Linked DNA regions of Mus musculus: region 2 is linked to region 1. Evidence: chromatin contacts called from public HiChIP or PLAC-seq data. All regions are on one chromosome and are shown on one strand. The core of a region is the stretch at or near the end of the contact, and the rest is flanking DNA. Distances in the headings are between cores, read along the strand shown. Region 1 has its middle 9.1 kb from the start of Il21r. Region 2 overlaps Xpo6 (exportin 6).

Region 1 (4,545 bases), core at 705-3,204:
GCTCTTCCCCAGTGGGTTCTGGGCATAAACTCAAGTCACCAAGCCATTGGGCTTAAGCAGTCAGTGCTTATTTGCGGAGCATACAAGTTTTTCTTTCTTCCTTGTCTCCTCATCCTCCTATTTTTTTTTAAACATCTGACTCCATCTCCCCAAAGTAGGAGACTCTGAGCTGAGTCCATGTGGGGAGGTGCTGGGGGTGCCCATTGTTGAGCCTGTTCTTTCACTAATGGTGATAAAACTGGAAGAGCCAGGAACATTTGTAAATTGAAAAGGAGCCAAGATGCTGAGAAAGGAACCCACGGGTATTAACCCTCCATTGATTCTTGCAACTCTCCTGACTTAGCTCTGTGCCCTGGGCTCTGAGGCTGGTCACTGCCCACTGGACCTTGAGGTCAAGAGGGATGAGCAAGGAGAGCTTGGTACGTTCATAACAAGATGGGGCAGTGTAAGCATGGAGGAGGATAAACGTCCTTATGTGGTGAGCAGGAGAACTTCCCAGGGGAGGTGGTAGGTATCTAAGTGGAAACACAAAGAGGAAATCATCTTCCAGGAGATGGCAGGGTCATCCTCTGGGCAGAGGCCGAGGAAGCTGAGTACCTATGAGGACACAGAACGCCAAGGGGATTAGTAGCAAGGAGCTGGTGGCCACACATGGGGCTGGGAACTACTTTGGTACCAGGCGCCACTATGGGTGCACTGCCACATGGGACAGGAAAAATGCCCCTGTTCGAATGAAGTGGAGTCAAGTGCAGTCAAGGATACCACAGGGACACACAGTGTGGCTTGCATGACCTTGGCGCCAGTCAGGTCTGGCAGAAGAGGAGCTGGAGAAACACCTAGATCTCAGGTGGTAGCTGGGAGGACCGTGATAACGAAGGGACTTTTGACCACAGGATGAATGAAGTACAGGAACAAGCCTCACAAACACCCAGTGTCGAGGGGGAGGGACCACAGCAGCCTTGTGTAGGAGCCTAGAGAAGCATGGACAAGGAGAGGAGAGAGAAGGTGAGGGGCTGGGATCCCCAGAGGGATGTATGCTCAGTGTGCAGATGCAGAGCAAGCTTTGGAAGCTCAGCCACAGACAAGCACTGATCCCACATCTTCTGTAGAAACAACACTAGCTGCAGTGAGAACAGTACATTTTGGTAGAAGAGGCCCAGAGGTCAAAGAGAGTCCATTTTTGTCACCTTGGCAGGCATCCTGGTGGCTTAGCTCAGGTGGTGGCTGTGGTTTTGGGGGACGTGTTATAGATACATAGAAACAGCAGTAATTCTTAACAAGTGAGGCTATTGTGGTGACAGAAAGCAGGTGTCAAAGATAGTGCCACGAGCATTCTGGGGCCAGTTCCACCCCTCCCCTCGGTACCCTTGAGCCTGACCCCAGGAGCAGGTAAAGTACTGGTCCCTGTGCACAGAACCCTAGCCCCACCTCCATTGCTCCTCCAGCCTTCTAGCTGTTCTAACACCGGCATGCTTACCCTGGGTGAGTCTCACCAGAATCTGTGGTCTTTAGCCTGGGGGATATTTGGGTGTCCAGGGGACCTTAAGATATTTGGAGACACTTCTGTTTCTCACAGCCAATGGTGGGAGCATGGCCAAGGAAGGCTAGACCTGAGGATGCCCAGGATAGCTTCATGGTGAAGGTTGGTTGGCAGACCTGCCTAGGTGGAATGGCCTATCCACATGGCATTACCAAGAGTACAGAGGCTGAGCCCCACAACCTCCAGCAGGTCCTCTCAAGGATCACTGAGGACTTCAGCCATTTTAAAAAGGAAGCAAGTCTGTGGCCAGGAGGTGGTGAGCAGCCGTAGTAACAGTTTTAGCCCACAGCACAGGCTGGTTTCTGGAGCTTGGCATTCTTTTGTGGCTCCTCTCCCTTTCATCAGCCCTGGCCCTCTTGGCCTGATGATCTCCAAGAGCCTCAAGTCCTCAGCCCAGGTCTTCCTCCTCCTCACTGGAGTCATCATACATGACTACTGAGTCCCACCCCTGTGGGAGGCCCCTCCCAGCTCTACCACTTCCTCTCATTCTCATAGCCGCAGGTCCGCCCACACTAGGCCCTCATCATTCCCAGAATTGGCCATTGCAGTCACACATGCCTGGGGCTTGTTCAGGAGCTGAGTCTGGACTCAGCCTCTGCCCTCTTGCCCTCTGTATCATTCTTTCCAGGTCGCCCCAGACCCCCATCCTCACCACCTCCCTTCTCTTTCATCCTGCTGTCCTCCCTCATACCCGGCTTATATCAGACTCTGAAACAACATGGATGTGATTTGAGAAGATGATACAAGTGCATCAGAGCTTTGAAACCCTCTCCCCACAGTAGACTCTCCAGTGAGCCGGCACTCCTAGATGCTGGTCTGTTTGATGACTGGTTGGTAAATTCATCCAGAATTAAAGTTGAAGTAGAGTAGTAGATCTGAACCTTAAGAAAGCCAGAAGACAGATATAACTTACACAAACACCATGGAAGGCTCCCTCCAGCTCACTCTGGTCTAGAACTCATTCATCACCCAGGCTGTCCTTGAACTTAGGACAATCCTTCTGCCTCAGCTTCCCAAGTGCTATAGGTGTGATCAACTACAGCAGACTTTGTGTTTTTTCTCAACAGTCTTTGTTTCCCATACAATTTAAAAGACAAATGCGCAAGCTGGACGTGGCAGCACACACCTTTAATCCCAGCACTTGGAAGGCAGAGGCAGATGGATCTCTGAGTTTGAGGCCAGCCTGGTCTACAGAATCCAGAACAATCACAGCCACAAGAGAACCCTGCCTCAAAAAAAAAAAAAAAAAAACAAACAAACAAAAAAACACAAGAACAACAAAAAGCATGACCCAGCTATATGTTGTCTACAAGATGCATATAGTTTAAAGTGAAAGAATTTAAGGGGACATGTTATGCAAAGAAAACCCAAGAGCACTGAGTAGTTATACTATGTACAGGCTTAAGAAAAAAAAATTCAAAAGATAAACAGGTTACATGTAAACTCATGGTGAATGTATAATATCCATATGCATACTCACCCAATATTGGAACCCAAGGTGTTATATCATAATACTTTGCAGCTTCAGTGCCATTCTTCCAACTATAGAGTCACCAGGGAGTAGAACTGTTTGCGGAGGATCAGAGGAATTAGGAGGTGTGGCCTATCACTGGTAGGTGGGCTGTGGGGTTTCAAAAGCCGATGCTGTTCTCAGTTAGCTCTCTCTCTCTCTCTCTCTCTCTCTCTCTCTCTCTCTCTCTCTCTCTCTCTCTCTCTCTCTCTCTGCCTGTGTTTTCTGATCAGATGTGAGCTCTCAGCTGCTGCTCAGGTTCCACACCTATTCCTGCCATGCTCCCCACCGATGTACTTATGGACTCAATCTCTGGAACTTTCGGCTTCAATGCACTCTTCTACTAGTTGCCTTGGTCATGCAACTAGTCATGTCTCTTCACAGCAATAGAAAAGTAACTAAGACAATGGACTTAAGAAGAGTGAAATTTCCAGGTGTGGTGGTACCCACTTTACTTCCAGCAATGGGGAGGCAGAGGCAGGTAGACCTCTGTGAGTTAGAGGCTAGCCTGATCTATATAGCAAGTTACAGGACAGCTAGGACTCAGGACTACAAAGAAAAACCCTGTCCAGAAAAAGGAAAAAAAGGAGGGAGAGAGAGAGAGAGGGAGAGAGAGAGAGAGAGAGAGAAAGAGAGAGAGAGAGAGAGAGAGAGAGAGAGAGAGAGAGAGAGAGAGAGAGATTACACTGTCTTTTCTGACTACAGTGAAAAGAAATCTGGATATCAATGGCAAGTATACAGCTGTATGGAAGTTAAAAGTCACACTCCTAATCAGCCAGCAGGTCACAGCAGAACTCACAAAAGAGATCAGAAAGCAAGCAAGAACGAACCAATGTTAGGATTTGAATGTCCCCAAGGCCCATCTACTCAAGGCTTGACCTTCACCCTCTGATGCTGCTGCAAGGTGGCAGAGCTTTTAGGAGGTGGGACCTAGTAGGAGGCATTTAAGCCATTGAAGGTGTGTACTCTTGAGGGAGATATTAGAATTCTAGCTTCTCTTCTTGGCCACAATGAGATAAAGCATGTTTCTTCCTTCACACTCTTCTTTCATGACACATTCCCCTGCTAAAATTCAAAAGCAACTGGATGGTGAGAATTCTGAAACCTTGAGTCAAAATAAACCTTTCTTCTTTTTATATTGAGCTCTCTGCTGTTTTGTCATGGCGCTGAAAAGCCAGAATCTCCCCAGACCAAAACTTTCAGGGACATATTGAAAACCCAAGAGAATGATAACTGCAAATATACTCATTCAAATAACAACTTAGATAAAGAACCTAACTCTATCCTTTTACATGATTGTCGGGGCCTCAAACACTGGAGTCGTGGCCTTTTATTTTAATTTTTTAATTGTGTGAATACATTTGTGCAGCTGCCTGAAGAGGGCCTGGATGTCAGATTACTCAGCTGCTGAAATTATAGGCAGTTCCAAGCTGTCTGACACGGCCACTGGGACTGAACCCTACTCTGCAAGAACAGTGCACCCTCCTAAATGCTG
Region 2 (4,531 bases), core at 1,138-3,637, 540 kb after region 1:
CTGAAGGCACACAGGTAACTCATCTCCCAAAGTGTATGGTGGGCGTCAAGAGAGGCCTGTGGCTTGGATAGGGACCCTAGCTGCTTGTCTATACCTATTCCCTGGAACCACTCCCCACCCTGAGTAAGTGAACCCCAGCACTGAAGACAGCTACATTTCCCAGGAGACAAAAAGCCTGTAAAGGAAACTACTGGCTTGGGTATACTAGCTAATTTTATGTCAATTTGACAGGCTAGAGTCATTTGGGAGAGAGAACCTAAACTGAGAAAATACTCCCACCAAACTGGCCTGTAGGGAAAGTCTATGGGTATTTTATTAATTAATGATTGACATAGGAAAACCAGCTCACTTTGGGTAGTACCACCCCAGGCAGGTGGTCATGGTGCATAAGAAGCAGGCTATGTAAGTCATGAGAGCAAGCCAGTAAGCAGCATTTCTCTTCATCAGCTCCTGCCGTGCTTTCCCTCCATGATATGGTGTGATGTGGAACTATAAGCTGAAATAAGCCTTCTCCTCCACATTGCTTTTGATCATGGTGTCTTCTCAGCAAGAAAATGGTGATTAAGGCAATAGGACCTCACCTCTCCTCTCCACTGCTCATGCTCACTGGCGGAGTCCTGCTGTCTAAGGAATCCCTCCAGCTGCCTTTCCCATGAGAAAGACAATCAGCAGGTGCCAATGCCATGTTAGTCAGCAGTCACTAACACTACAGAAGCGATCCTCTGTGAGGTTCTTCAGATGGAAAGTGCTGAACTGTGCTGTGTCTCTCCTCACCCCAACCCATATGTAAAAGAACTGCCTCAGTGTGACTTTATTTGGGACTGGATCTATAGAAAGGTAAGAAGGGTTGAGTTTAGATCTTAACCAGCAGCATTGCTGTCCTCATGAAAAAGAGGCCCCTCTGAGCACAAATGGTTTAATTTCATTCTATGCCTGAATATTCTGCCCGCATTTATGTTGTCTACCACCTGCATGCCTGGTACCTGAGGAGGCCAGAATAGAGCTCAGATGTCCTAAAACCAAAGTTATAGATTGTTGTGAGCCACTGTGAGTGCTGGGAAGCAAACTCAGGTCCTCTGAAAGAATAGTCAATATTCTTAACTGTCAAGCCATCTCTCCAGCCCCTTGAGAAATTTTAAAGAACTGATGAAAATCATACAACTAGAGGCAGAACACAAAACTGAACTGGAAAACACTAACAAAGATATATGGAAAACTCCCAAATATTTGGAGATTAGATAAAGAGGTTTTAAAGTGAAATTTGATAATAATTTAAGTGACATGGTATATAGAAAATTCTTGATAGATTTGAAGTAGGACTTAGGGGTAAATTTATAGTATTGAATGTACATATGTTGGGCTGGGGAGACAGCTCAACAGTTAAGAAGGCCTTGCTGCTCTTGTACAGGACCCAGGTTCAGTTGCCAGCATTCACACAGTAACTAACAACTGTCAGTAACTTCAGTTCCAGAAGATATAAACCGACCAACACTAATACACACAAAAACCTTTAGAACAATGTGTATATGTAAAAATGGAGAAAAGCCCTAGTCGACATAAACTCAGCTAGACAAAACTAGCCAAGTTAAAGCATCTAAAAAGTAAATACAAAAAAGCCAAGAGCATGGAAATGAGTCAGCACACAGAGACTAGACAGTGTTCACATGAGTAACCGCAAGGGACTGATACAAATCCTCCATGATGTTTCCCTCTCCATGAAATAATAACTAGTGCATAAACACCTCCCTGAAGGAGCTAACTGGCTAACAGTCTAAGTTAATGATGCTCAAATTCCTGAGCTGCTCTGTAGTCAGCACTTACCAGTCAGCACTCTTGTGACAAAAGAGTTCACAGAACATGACACAATAACTTAGGTTGCTTCACACACTGGTTTCTTCCTCTTTCTGTAAAACCCAAGTTTCTACACAAATGCCTGGCCCCGTAGAAGAGAAAGAGAAAGGGGTGAACAGGCAGCAAGAACTTTCTCAGGGAGCACCAACTGCAAGCCAAGGCCCCACATGCTGGCTCAGGGCTTTCATCCACAGTGTGAGGAAGATATAACCACTCCCAAAACAAAGGAACAAATGGGACCTGAGATATGGGCTCTCAATGCTACTACCTCTAGCTGAGGAGCAGGACAATCAATTCCATCCACAACTCTAATACAGGCATTTATCTGTGTCCTGAAGTCCCACCAGCAATTAGCCAGAAACTTGAATATTCTCAATGAACAAGAAACATGCTGTTTCCAACATGTTCATTTCCAAGCTCCTAGAAACACAAATAAATCTCAGTACATTTGTGCTTCAAAGTCTGTACCCTACAATGCAACTTTGTTGTAACAAATGATGCAAAACTCAAAAACCACAAGGATAGGAACTGAGTACTATCTTTGTGACTTAACCACACCTATGTTTCCCATTTGAGACACCAAGAAAACAATTTCTGACTACTTCCTATAGCTCAATCAGTCGTTTTGAAGTTCTGGCTTAAGTCACAAGTGTGATTCTAAAAGTATGCCTGTGTTGTTATTAGATGACCAACATCCGATCACATTTCATGCTCACAGTAAAAATAAGTACAATAATTACCAGCACTAATGTTCTTTATCAGCTACTCCTGTAACACATCTCATCTCTGAGACACTAGGCAGGAGTGATTCCTAAACCTTCAAACCCTTCACTGAGAAGCTTTGCACTCACAATCTGTTGTAGAGATGTATAGTGTACGGACTGACACAGAGTGAGGGTCAGTGTCCTTCCTTTGTACATACACGTGGACTATCTTGGGGCTGTTCTTTCACTACACTCCTTTAACTACAGAAGAGAGTTAAGTACGAAAAACAGGTCCGAGGAGGTGGCTACCGTTTAACAGAAATCAGACCAGCTTTGAGGATTTCCTTTTTCTGCTTTGCTAAAGGTGTGTGTGTGTGGGTGGGTGGGTGTACATATAAATATTTAAAAATTAAATCACTACTATGTGCAGAATAAAAAAATCAGCAAATTATTTATTATTTTATAGGAGCTCACAGTTAAGAGACTCTGAATTGGAAAGAGATTCTAGACCTTAAAACCAGAAACTTGTAATGATGGTGAGACTTTTAAACTTATAAATCCAAAATTTATATTACTATATTAACTAAATAATTATGACAAAAAAAAAAAAGCAACGAGTCTAGAGAAATGGCTCAGACGTTAAGAATGGTTCTGCTCTTAGAAGAGCACCTGATTTTGTTTCCTAGCACCAACACAGAGTGGCTTACAACTCCCGGGAACTCTAGTTCTGGGAGGATCTGAACCCTCTTCTAGTTTCTATGGGTACCTATACCCATACAATTAATTGTAATTGTAATGGCATACAATTAAATATTCTCTCTCTCTCTCTCTCTCTCTCTCTCTCTCTCACACACACACACACACACACACAAATAAAAATATATCTTTAATGAAAAATTAAGTTTATCAATGAGAAAAATTTCCTAGCATTTAAAGGAGCCAGCCAGAATTCCTGAGCATTGTGTTATCAGATGGCAGGTGGTAAAGGCCTTTAGCTGTCCATGATCAGCAACCATGTGGCAGCAGCATTTCATTATTTCTTTTCTTCATCATCATCACTGTAAGCATTAGTGTTTAATATTCAGCTCAACTGTGTCCATGTTTTATGTGCATGACTTCCAAAATCCTAACCCTCCTGCAAGATATCCATTGTGTGGGCAGAAAATTGACAGCCTTGCACCTGACCAAAAGAAATCCTTGAAGCAGAAGAGGCATTTAAACTCCCTCTATCACTGTCCCACCTACTGGTACAAACTCTCCAGGAACCTGTACTTTTAATACTAGCAATCTCCTTTGTGGTGTTACATCCCCCATACCTCTTGTGTGTTCTGTGATTTAAAGACTATTTTCCTGTTAATCACTTTTACACTTCATTCTCCAAAACTCTACAATATAAAAAAATATCTATATCACTGAACACAAGAGAGTGAGGTACAATCCCAGGGCATGCCTATTTGGAGGACAAGAAACAAATTTTGATTTAATAGCTTTTCTTTGAAGAATCACGTTCAAAATGCAACTGTCAAAGTCGGTAACCTTACTGGACCTACTATTCTGTATTAAGGTTTATGCTGCATGAACACACTCTCCAGCCATGACTTCATTTGACCTGACAGTAAAGCAACTCAGAAGTTATTCTGTAATCAAAGAATGTTTGCAAATGAAAGAACAAAATTTTAAACTTGAAATTTTAGTATTTAATTTAAAAATCCAGAAAACCTTAGCAGTGAAAAGAGTCCTAGAGACCTACTACATCCTCTCTTCCCAGGAGAAAATATCTACCTCCTTCAATTTGGCATAATTCTGGGGAAGGGTCTTCACTACCTCCACTATTATGGTTAGAAGTAATGTACACATAGAAGATATGCCACTAAGAGGTAGGGTATTGAAGGGTGGTGACTGGGTAGTTACTAGTCTCATGACCTGAAAGGAAGGGTGCAGCTTGTCCCTGGTCTCTTCTTCCCACCACCAGTTCA

What was found. HiChIP or PLAC-seq counts read pairs in DNA pulled down with a chosen protein or histone mark.
Region 2: a contact with region 1 is called in an H3K27ac HiChIP or PLAC-seq map of bone marrow-derived dendritic cells, with 4 times the contacts expected there. The contact joins two enhancer-like sites. A contact is called at or near these places in 1 of 39 promoter capture datasets (liver) and 2 of 115 datasets of contacts at active chromatin or transcription factors (bone marrow-derived dendritic cells and memory CD8 T cells).

What each region holds. Positions count from the first base shown.
Region 1 is chr7:125,592,052-125,596,596 of GRCm38.p6, forward strand. No RefSeq gene overlaps it. Among named protein-coding and RNA genes, the nearest start is that of Il21r, 9.1 kb to the right of the region's middle. Within about 2 kb of position 1,955, at least 60 of the 459 cell types and tissues checked have an H3K27ac peak or open chromatin away from gene starts, as enhancers often do. A contact at or near this core is called in bone marrow-derived dendritic cells, where this site is marked.
Region 2 is chr7:126,133,219-126,137,749 of GRCm38.p6, forward strand. All of the region lies in intron 9 of Xpo6 (exportin 6), which reads right to left. Among named protein-coding and RNA genes, the nearest start is that of Gm30807, 36 kb to the left of the region's middle. Within about 2 kb of position 2,388, at least 94 of the 459 cell types and tissues checked have an H3K27ac peak or open chromatin away from gene starts, as enhancers often do. A contact at or near this core is called in bone marrow-derived dendritic cells, where this site is marked.